Linked DNA regions of Sus scrofa: region 2 is linked to region 1. A link is a contact called in public HiChIP or PLAC-seq data. All regions are on one chromosome and are shown on one strand. Each heading gives the region's core, a stretch centred on a gene start, on an enhancer-like site or on the middle of the called end of the contact. The rest is flanking DNA. Distances are from core to core; before and after follow the strand shown.

Region 1 (5,027 bases), core at 1,612-4,111:
TTTTAAATGTTATCTGTTTGAGTGAAAAGGACATTTACTTTCTCATAATGTTCTTCTGGTTTTTTTTGTTTTGTTTTTTTTTTTTTTGCTTTGCTTTTTAGGTACACACCCGAAGCATTTGGAAGTTCCCAGGCTAGGGGTGCAATAGGAGCTTCAGCCGCTGGCCTATACCACAGTCACAGCAACATGGGATCCAAGCCCTGTCTGTGACCTACACTACAGCTCAGGGCAATAATGGATCCCCAACCCACTGAGGGAGGCCAGGGATCGAACTTGTGTCCTCATGGATGCTAGTTAAGTTCATTACCGCTGAGCCATGATGGGAACTTCACCTTATTTGGTTTTTGAATCAAGACTATTCTTGTCTCATAGAATATATTTATAAACTCTTTTACTCTGTATTTAAGAAATAAACTCTTGGTAAAATGTGGAAGCTTAGTAATACTTTTCTGTAAAGCCATTTAGGTCTAGAGTTTTCTTTTTCCTTTTTGTCATTTTAGGGCCGCACCCACGGCATATGGAGATTTCCAGGCCAGGGGTCTAATCACAGCTGTAGCCGCTGGCCTACACCACAGCCACAGCAACACAGGATCCCAGCTGCATGTGCGACCTACATCACAGCTCAGGGCAATGCCAGATCCTTAACTCACTGAGCAAGGCCAGGGATCGAACCTGCAACCTCATGGTTCCTAGTTGGATTCGTTAACCACTGAGCCACGATGGGAACTCCCAGGTCTAGAGTTTCTTTGGAAAACTTTTAATTTCTGTTTCAACTTAATAGATATAGGACCCTTTAGTCTTTCTCAGGCTTCTTGAGCCAGTATAGGAAGACAGGCAGGGGGAAGCAGATGAAGCAATAACCAAAGAGATTAAGTAGAAAAGAGCTATCAGATAATAAACAATCTTAAGTATAGTAGTGATATGGTGATGAATGGTAAAATTTTCTTGAGACTGTACACCGTGTACAGAGAAATACACAAAAATAGCATCTCCAAGTGAAATGACATTATATTTGGGATCTCTTCAAAAATTTTAAAGGAAAGATGGGGAAACATGAAACAAGATGGGCCAAATATTAATTGTTGAAGCTGAGTGACTGGTATATATAAGCTGATTATACTAATAGACTTTTTTTTTTTATATGTATCTTTTTGCCATTTCTTGGGCTGCTCCCGTGGCATATGGAGGTCGCCAGGCTAAGGGTCGAATCGGAGCTGTAGCCAACGGCCTACGCCAGAGCCACAGCAACGCAGGATCCAAGCCGTGTCTGCAACCTACACCGCAGCTCAGGGCTACGCCGGATCCCCAATCCACTGAGCAAGGCCAGGGATCAAACCTGCAACCTCATGGTTCCTACTCGGATTCGTTAACCACTGAGCCATGACGGGAACTCCCATTAATCGACTTTTCTGTGAGATTTTCCACAAGTCTCTGTAAAAACAACCCCTAGTAAGATTTTCTTTTCTGGGTTGGGCCAGAAAGTTAGTGATTTCCTTACCCAACTCCCTTCACAGTTTATTGACAGCTCTACTATCACAGTACTTCATTATGCCTAACTAGTTAGGCATACATTACAGTTATTTAAAAATTATGAAGTGTGCCTCGAGTACAAAAAACTGTTATGTGCTGGGTATCCAGCAGTGAACGAAACAAGACATGCCCTCCACACTCGTTTCATGGAGAGTACCTCACAGTGCCAATGGTGGGGTCAGACAGTACCCCAGGCAGCATGCAACTCCGTGCCTGCAATTGCCTGGCAGGAAACCTGCAGGCCTTCATAAGGTGGGGACTTCGTCCATACAAGGTGATGAAGATGGCCTTTAGAGGAAAGAATCCTTAGGCTGAGAGCCAAAGAATAAAGTGCTAATCTTGTGTGAGGGAGGCGGTGGGGACGTGATGATGTTCTCACCTGTATTGTGCTAGAACACTGCACAAATATCACACATGCTCGTTATGGAAAATGTTAAAAACACAAGGATCACTTTGACGTGTAAAAAAACCCCACTACTTACACTGTGTCATATTTTTCTCCAGCAACTTTATTTTACACGCACACGTATTTTAAACCAGGATTCGATGCTAAGAAGCCAAAAGGACGTTTACAAACCACTTTTAACTGCACTGTGCTGTACTAAACACCATTATTTTAGTAATCTTTTTATTTTTCCATATACCCGCGCACAGGCCTATCCGCAGATGCAATAGGGTAGAAACAGTTTTCACCTAAGCGGGCTCTGGTGCACGACCTCATCATCGCCATCACTCCGCGGCGAGCTTCCGGAACCTCACTGCACCACCATCGCAGTGGGACATCTGGACACCTTCCTCAACTCAGGGGCAACATCAGCTTTCCCGCGTGCATACAGCGCCAAACCTGACCTCCAGCGCCCTCTAGACGACTCCTCCCCTACGCCCGGGGGGTGGCGAGGTGACTCTCCTCGCCTCCCACAGACTTCAGCCTCGCATCCGGGACTGAACGGTGCGCCTGCGCACAGGCGGCAGCTCCACAGGCAGTCCCCGCCCATCCCCTGGCCTCACCAAACACCGCGATACCCTCCCTCAGGTTCACAGCCCCAACCGCTCTGCCGACCTGGAACCTTCTAAGCTCAGGAGCACGCGCCTTGCGGCCCTTAACATCCAGACTCCGCCCTCTCCTGGCCACGCCCTCTTCCGTCAGGGAGTTCACCGCCCTCACGCCACGCCAATCATCCACATCTTTCCTGGCCAACTTCGCAACAGGCTTCTGATTGGCTAATCTTGGGGGCTAATGCAGCGAAGGGGCGGTGACGATAGGCTGGAAACACGTTCCGGCCTTACAGAGAGAGCGTAGGTGATTGGTCGACACCGTTGTCCAATCAGTGGTGGGCTGTCGGATTCAAACCGGGCTCGTTCGGCTTGCGGTCGGTTGGTCTCAGTAGAGTCGTTGCTTTGGTCCGTCTTGGTCGTGTTGCTCTTTGCGCTCGCTCTTCGCATCCCGTCGCTTCGGTTCAGCGCAGGCTACCCGCCCTCTTGCAGGATGGCCCATAAACAGATCTACTACTCCGACAAATACTTTGATGAGCACTACGAGTACCGGTAAGCCGGCCGGCCGGGCTCCCTCAGCCGCGGCCCTGAGTGGGCCTGAGTTGGAACCAGGGGCCAGGGCCGGGAGTCGGGGTCGAACCTCATCCAGCTGGGGTCTGGGTCCAGGCCGGGGCCGGAGAGAAGTTGGAGCCGCGGCCGTGTCAGGGCCCGGCCGTCCTGGCGGGAGCGCGAGGCTCCCCTCGCTTGGCGGCCCGGCCCAGCCGGCTTCCGCCCTTTGTTCCAGTCTGTGAGGAGGACAAGGCTCGGGCGGGGAAGGGGCCTCTTCTGGTGCTGTGTCAGGCCTTAAAGGGAAGGGGCCGAGGGCCGAAGCGGACCCGCAGTGGCCAAAATCTAGCCCGTTTCCTGTAGCAGCGTAGCGATTCTTAAGAACTTTTCCTCCAAGTTGGCTTCCTGCAAATCCCGTCTCAGTCGGAGCGGGCGCCGGGCTGTCGGAAGAGTAGTTGTAGTTTGATAACATCGTCAGAGCAACTTTTTTATTTTTATTTTTTTGCATTTGAAGTTAACGGCACTAAAAATGTTGCTGGGGGGAGGGGAAGTCCCCGAAAAATGAACTTCCCTTGGGGTTTGAAATGTGTATTGAGTTTGGCGACTTTGGTGGCCGCTGGTGCCGATTAACCCTCATGGGTCATTAAAAGAGCTTCCTTTGGAGACTAAATTGAGAACTCTAGTGGACTTGGGGCATTTTTTTCCGGCTAGTGTATACCTGCCAAGTAGTTTTTGGCTTTGAGGGATACTTGACTTTTGCATCATGAAGTGAGGCTCTAGAGAGTAGAGTGTAGTTTAGTTGCTAAATTAATCTGTTAAATAGACAAATTGGACGGTGTTAGGGAGGAAAGTTCTTAGCCTTAAACTGGGGCGTGGCTTCAAAGACCAGCCCCACCCAGTTCCCCTGGGCGGTGTCCAGGACGTGGCGTTCTAGAAAACTACCAACGGGTAGGAGGGGCCAAGCAGTGACCTGGTTTTACGTCTGCTCTCCTTTTAGATTACGTTTCCCAGAATGCTGTTTGAGTCAGAAAGGATTTAACAGTGGGTGGTCTCTTTTTCTCCCCTTAGTACCTTAGAAATCTATATTCTCTGGAGAAAAACTTGAGGATTTCTCTGGGCAGCTCACAGATTAGTAATACCTTCATTGTTTCACATTCCTAGTTGGAAAAGTCTTTTTTTTTTTTTTTTTTTTTTACTATAGATGATAAATTTGAAGTAGATTGTCTTTTTATGTGGTAACAACGAACTGTACTGTTCTAGTCCTGTAAAATGTTGGCATAATGTTCTTGGCAATATGACAATATGCCATATTGGCCATATGTTGGCGTGATGTCAGACAAGAGTCTCTCTGGGACTGTCCTGTAATGGGCGGAATGTAAACTATAATCTTTCCAAAATCTGGAAAAATATTAATTGTGAAACGTCTCACTCCTAGTAGTACTTTTTAGAACTTTGCCTGCAGTAATCCCATTTCTAGTTTCAGGATTCTAACATAATCATCAATGAGCACTAAGTAAACTAGACTGTGCTATCAAAAAGTTAACCTAATTTACTAAGTGGTTTGTGTGGAGTAATGAGTAAAAGAAAATCCTGTGGTATCTGAAATGATACATTTAATCCATTGTTAATTAGTGTTAGTCTTTATTGACCAAGCCACTTGCCTTTATCTAACGAGACAGTAACTGATCTCCAGAGATACTTTAGACTGATGATGAGTCACTGAGGTGTGATACTAGGGTAGTTTTTATATAAGGTGGTTCAGCATGCAGTATGAATTTCAAAAGCTGGTATTTGTTTTATATTAGTATTTTTCCCATCCACAACTGTCTGCCCTCATGATTGTATCTTGCAGTGTTGTCTTAGTAGCTACTTTGTTTATACCTAACAGCCTTTACTTTCCCTCACCCTCTGTGACAAGCCCTTGGTGCTGAAATAAATGTTGGATTTTGAAAAATTTC
Region 2 (5,231 bases), core at 1,360-3,859, 1.7 Mb after region 1:
ATTTGAATGTTACATGAAGGGAAAATAAATCTGATAAATACACACCATCATAGACATATATTCACAATACTTTATATGAGTCAAGGAAGAAATTTAAAATCTGGGTACATTATATATTAATGTGATGCTCGCATGAATAAAACTAGGGCATTCCCACAAGAACACAATCTACTAACCTATATCTGCTTCCCATAAATCATATCTGGTCTGGAGGGAAAAAAATCCGATCTGAAATAAATACCGTGACCTCATTCGCTGTTGTTATTTACAAAAGCCAAGACCAGAAGATGACACTCGGCCATCCCTTGCTGTTCTCAGGGAACAGCACTTTCCTAAAGTGTCCTTTAAAAAGATAAATGAGAGTCAGCATCCAGCAAATCACTGGGCTCTGCGAAATGCCGTCCTAAAAATACAATCTTATCAAAGGTCTCGGAAGGCGTGGAGTTAAAACTACAGCAAATGGCCTTGAACTTATATTTGCACACAGCCCTGGAGAAAACACCAGAAATAGCGCTGTGAGGCCACAATTGTTAAAATGTGATAGTTGGGGCTAAATTTAGAATAACACACATTTCATTTAGAGCAAAAGACACATTCGGCAGTCTGAGCATACTCAATGCTTACCCAGTTGTCTACTTTCCGGTTTAAAATATCCTTAAAAAAAATAAAACTGTTACAGTGACATTTTAAAGGCTGAGATTGTCCTACTTTCTTTGTAGCAAGATTTTAAAATCACGTAATTAGCTCCCTCTTCCTATGCTCACTGCCAGCAAATTCGTCAGTTACATAATGCAACATTTCCAGGAAACTATTATGTGATCTGTCTTGCCGTGTCTGAAAAAGCAATGACAATTAAGGTAAGAAAAAGGGCTGATCGAAAGGAATGAATTAACATTAGGAAGGTGGGGAGGTGAACGTCACAATGGTTCGTCTCAGATTTAAAAATAATAGCTTAGAACACCCAAGGGACGAGCCCGGGCAGTATCCAAGATCAGAATACAACCAGAGGAATTCTTCCTTTCACGTTTTGTAGGAGTGTTTAAAAATACATCTTTTTAATTGGGAACGTAGTATACAGGTAAATAAAGATCTGATATCCAATGCTGCGCTAAAATTACCAAATCATTGCACACGTACGCGCACATTCCCACATCAGCCCGTAATCCTTGCCAGTATTTCACGGTGGGCAGATTATGCAATGTATGCAAGGACAAATCCCACAACCTCCCCGAGCGCTGGTAAAACACGCTGACGACAAACAGGGTGGAAAACGTCTGTGCAGACTCAGCCCCGGACACAAACAAACGCAGCGCAGGCATTCTCCGAATGCCGTCACCGTTCACGCTACCAATGCTCTTTCTCAACGAGAAAATCAAGACTATTGCCCATTAGTCAGCCCCCCTCCTCTCCTCCGCCGCCAGCCCCGCAGAAGGCACGAGAAAGGAAAGAGCGCTGCCCTTCCCCAGGAGATGGCTCAGTCTCCCCGGCGCTCTTCTCTACCAAAACATCAATTTTCCTGAAATCAGGAGACATTATGCAACAGTGGCGGGGGGAGCGCAAGCCAGCTCGGACTACGTGCCGGCGCGAGGGCGCTGCAATCAAAGCAGCCACCTTAAGGTGGCGAGTCCCCTCCTGACAAGGCAGCAAAAGTTTATGTAATGAATGCCCCGCGCACACTCGCAGCCGCCGGCCAGTCCCGCGCACAGCCCGGCCCCGCGCGCAGCCCGGTCCGCGCCCAGTGCCCGCCGGCCGCGCGCCCCAGGAGCGGGCGGGGAACGGGGCACCGGGCCCGGGCAGGCGGTGGGCGGAGCGCTTACCGTGTTCCTGCTCTCGGGCCGGCGAGCCGGGGCGACAGGGAGAAAGAGCAGGGAGTCGGGAGCCGAGCTGGAGGCGCTCAGGGATCCGGGTCCGGCCAGGCCTCCGGGACGGCAGGAGCGGCGAGGGCGCGGCGCGGGAGGCGGGCGGCGCGCCGGGTCCGCGGGCGCCGTGGCCGCGCCGGGAGATGTGTGTTAGTAGGTCAGTTCCGAGCGCGGCGCTACGTCGCCGCCCGCCAGCCTAGCCGTGACGGGCGGCCGCGGCCCCAATCGCTGTGCCCGCACCCGCCCCCAGCCCACCGCCAATGGCCGCAGCCGGCGGGGGCGGGCTCTCACAGGCCCCGCCCCCGCCCGCGCCCCCTCCCGGCAGCGCCACCAGCAAGCAGCCCGCGTCCCTTCCCGGCCGCGGCTACTGCCACCGCCCGAGCGCCTGGAGGACCCGCGCCCAGCGCCTCGCGCCCCGCTTCAGGGCTGCACAACGGCCAGCGTGGCCACCTCGACCGGGGCAAGCCTGAGGAGGGGCCCGAGACCCCCTACCTTGCCGTCCCTCTCCCCTCACCGTTGCCTTCACCCTCTCGGTCACCGAGGTACCTAAGCCCAGCGACCCTCGCTCACTCGCAGAGGCGCGTTTTGTTTCCCCGAGCGCTCAGCGAGCCAGGCTACCTGTTGCCGACCGAGTACCAGGCGGAGGGCTGGAGGCTGCCTCGACCCGGGCGTGGCAGGGACCTCCGCCTTCCCCTCTCTAAACGCCGAGAGGACCCCTCCTCCTGGGGGTGGGCGAGAGAGGAGGCCGAGGGTGAGCGCAGGCGAGCGGCCAGAACTCAGGGCCGGCCGCAGAGGGGAGGGAGGCGGGTGGCGGTTCCGAGCCCCGCGGTGCTGCGTTGGCAGCGATTACAATGCCCCGCGCGTCTCCCTTGGGAGCGCGACGGCCGGGAGCGCGGGGGGTGGGGTGGGGGGAGAAAGCGCAACGCACGAACACCGCCCCCTACACAATTAGGGCGAAGATGACGGCTGCAAAGTTGTTGCGTAACACGACTGGGAAACGAAGCTGGCCAAGGTCCATCTGCCCCCTCCCCCGGCCATGCCGAGAGTGGCCGCCCGGAGTGCGGGTCCGCGGGCCGGGTGCGCCCATCCTGTACGCTCGCTGGTGTTTGCTGCTGGCGCTTGAGACAGAGGTTCAGAGTCTCTTGATCTTGAAGTAGAAGCAAGTCGGTCATTTCTGCCTCTAATTGGATGCAATTGTCTTCTTCCCAAATTCCCGGGCTACGTAACAGACGTAAAGAAATGGGGGAAAGGGCACCTCCCGGCGAGTCAGGTCATTGAGCTAAAGACTGTAAAGGCACGTGGCACACACACGGCGCATTTCCTGATAGATAGATAAATCGATAAAAGCGGCAGCGCCTGCCTTTTACGAAGGGAGCCATATTCTTGATAGTGACGCACAGATTGCCCAAATAGGGAATGTGGCAGGTGCGGAAAGACCTCCTGCTCTGCTTGGACTGTGTGGAAGCTGGGCTGAATGCCTTGCATGACTTTCCACTTCTTTTTCTTATGATAAAATATTCTTTAAAAAAGTTGAACTAAACACCAAAATATAGAGTGAACACCTTCCTTTCTCCCAGCTACCCTCACCGAGGTCTATCATCAATAGAAAATCTGCTTGCTAAGTTTGTCTCTTCTATCTTCCTCAGTCTCTTACTGAGGAATTGTAAGTACCCCCAAATGGATGCTTAAACATTCTTATCACATATTAGGTTTTGGAAAGCTTCACGTTTCAAACTATTCTCCAAGGACAATGCTGCTGTTCAGAACACACACATGTTCACGATTCACCTGGTAAGGTGTAGATTTACCAACAAGGCTCTGACAATATAGACCTGCAATATGGGTTTTAGCATCTTCCCCAAATGCACCTTTCCAAGTGCTCACCAATTCAAGAAGCACATCTGTGTGTGGCTTCTGAGTCAGTCACCTGTATTAGATATTTATTCCAAAGAACTGACTCCATTGATGAAAATGAATCCTGATTTTGGTTTATATTCTCCACTTTTCTCACTTGCAATAATACATTTCCTCCTCATCCTCAGTCCTCACAATGCCCATTATAGCTTTGAAAAACCACTTTTAGATGAAATGAAAACCATATGCATGTCAGTTACCTTTACAGGGTTAGAAATGGAGCTAATTCATAGAAATCCAGAGCCCCCCAGAGCACATCTACAACATATTCTCCCACATTGTTCTGTTTTTTTTTTTTAAATAATTTCACAGAATCCAAAGCTGTCATAGAACAGGCAGAAAATAGTTTTATGGAAAATAGTTTTATAGAAAAAGAACTTGAAATTCAAGAAAGGTAGGTAACAGGCTTGAAGTCACCTCAGTTGGTAATAGCGGAGAAACTCTCTGAACCTGGAATCTGTTTTTTATGCTGAATTTTGAAGCCTGACACGCCTCTAATTACTTGAGGGTATTCTGGATTGTGCTTGTATCATATTATTGCATCATTTTTAATCACCATCTTACTTGGAAATCAGATGAAGTGTAAAAGATATCTGTGATACCAGCTTAGAAAATAACTCTTTAGCTCCTCCTGGTGATTAGGAAACCACTACACAGTGCAATGAACGAACGATCTGTCCCCATGACTCAAGAGGTGCTATGTCCAATATTATATCCTAGAACATTTACAGAATAGACAAGCACTGGCAGATTAACCAGAGGAAATGGAGCATAAAACCTAAAGCACTGGAAACAAATTCCAGGGAGACATCAACATGGGCCTGGTTGTACAGTAGGGCTGTGACCAGGTTCCTGCAAGGAGAAGGATGAAGAGGGATTTGATTGAAGGAAGAAGGTCAAAACCTCCTTCCCCTCTCTCCCTCTCAATGCTGGGGGAGAAGGGGGATGAAGGAGAAGAAAGCAAGGACTGCAATGAGAACTACTGGCAGAACTCACTCAACTACATTCAGCCTCATCTGATCACATTATCAACGTGCTTTCTGATTAAGCGAATAGAACAGCAAAAAATTGAGAGCAGAATGACTAAGAATGTGGCCTCGCCTTACTGAGCTGGGAAGCACCCTACAACTGCAAATGTTTCAAGTGAGAAAATACCTAAAAGGATGGATGTATCCAGAAGTTTTTACCCTGGGCCTCTTTAGGCAGAGGTAGCTGCAAACTGGGGTATCTAATGGGAATTCGGATTAGCTGCACTTGGACCACGGCAGAGCAGCTGCCTCTTCTAAAGAAGATGGAGGCTTGACAGTCTGCCCTCTGATGGAAGAAATATATAGAGATTGCACCCTCCCCCCCGCCCCCGGAAGAGAGGCATCAGGCCTCATCAGGCAGCTGAAAGGCAGGCTCCCTACTTAGCGACCCAGAATGGACCACTCCACTTTATGGATTCTAGAGTTTGGC

What was found. HiChIP or PLAC-seq counts read pairs in DNA pulled down with a chosen protein or histone mark.
Region 2: an H3K27ac HiChIP or PLAC-seq map of alveolar macrophages shows a contact between it and region 1, with 10 times the contacts expected there. The contact joins the promoter of NFIL3 here to the promoter of CKS2 in region 1. A contact is called at or near these places in 1 of 5 promoter capture datasets (liver) and 1 of 2 datasets of contacts at active chromatin or transcription factors (alveolar macrophages).

The regions. Positions count from the first base shown.
Region 1 is chr14:901,901-906,927 of Sscrofa11.1, forward strand. CKS2 (cyclin-dependent kinases regulatory subunit 2) reads left to right here and starts at 2,862. Exons shown (of 3, transcript XM_003132790.4): 1 at 2,862-3,075. The coding sequence starts at 3,017. It overlaps LOC102165122 (a long non-coding RNA gene), which reads right to left. Exons shown (of 2, transcript XR_307311.3): 2 at 4,235-5,027.
Region 2 is chr14:2,601,165-2,606,395 of Sscrofa11.1, forward strand. It overlaps NFIL3 (nuclear factor interleukin-3-regulated protein), which reads right to left and starts at 2,610. Exons shown (of 2, transcript XM_001928870.6): 1 at 2,478-2,610.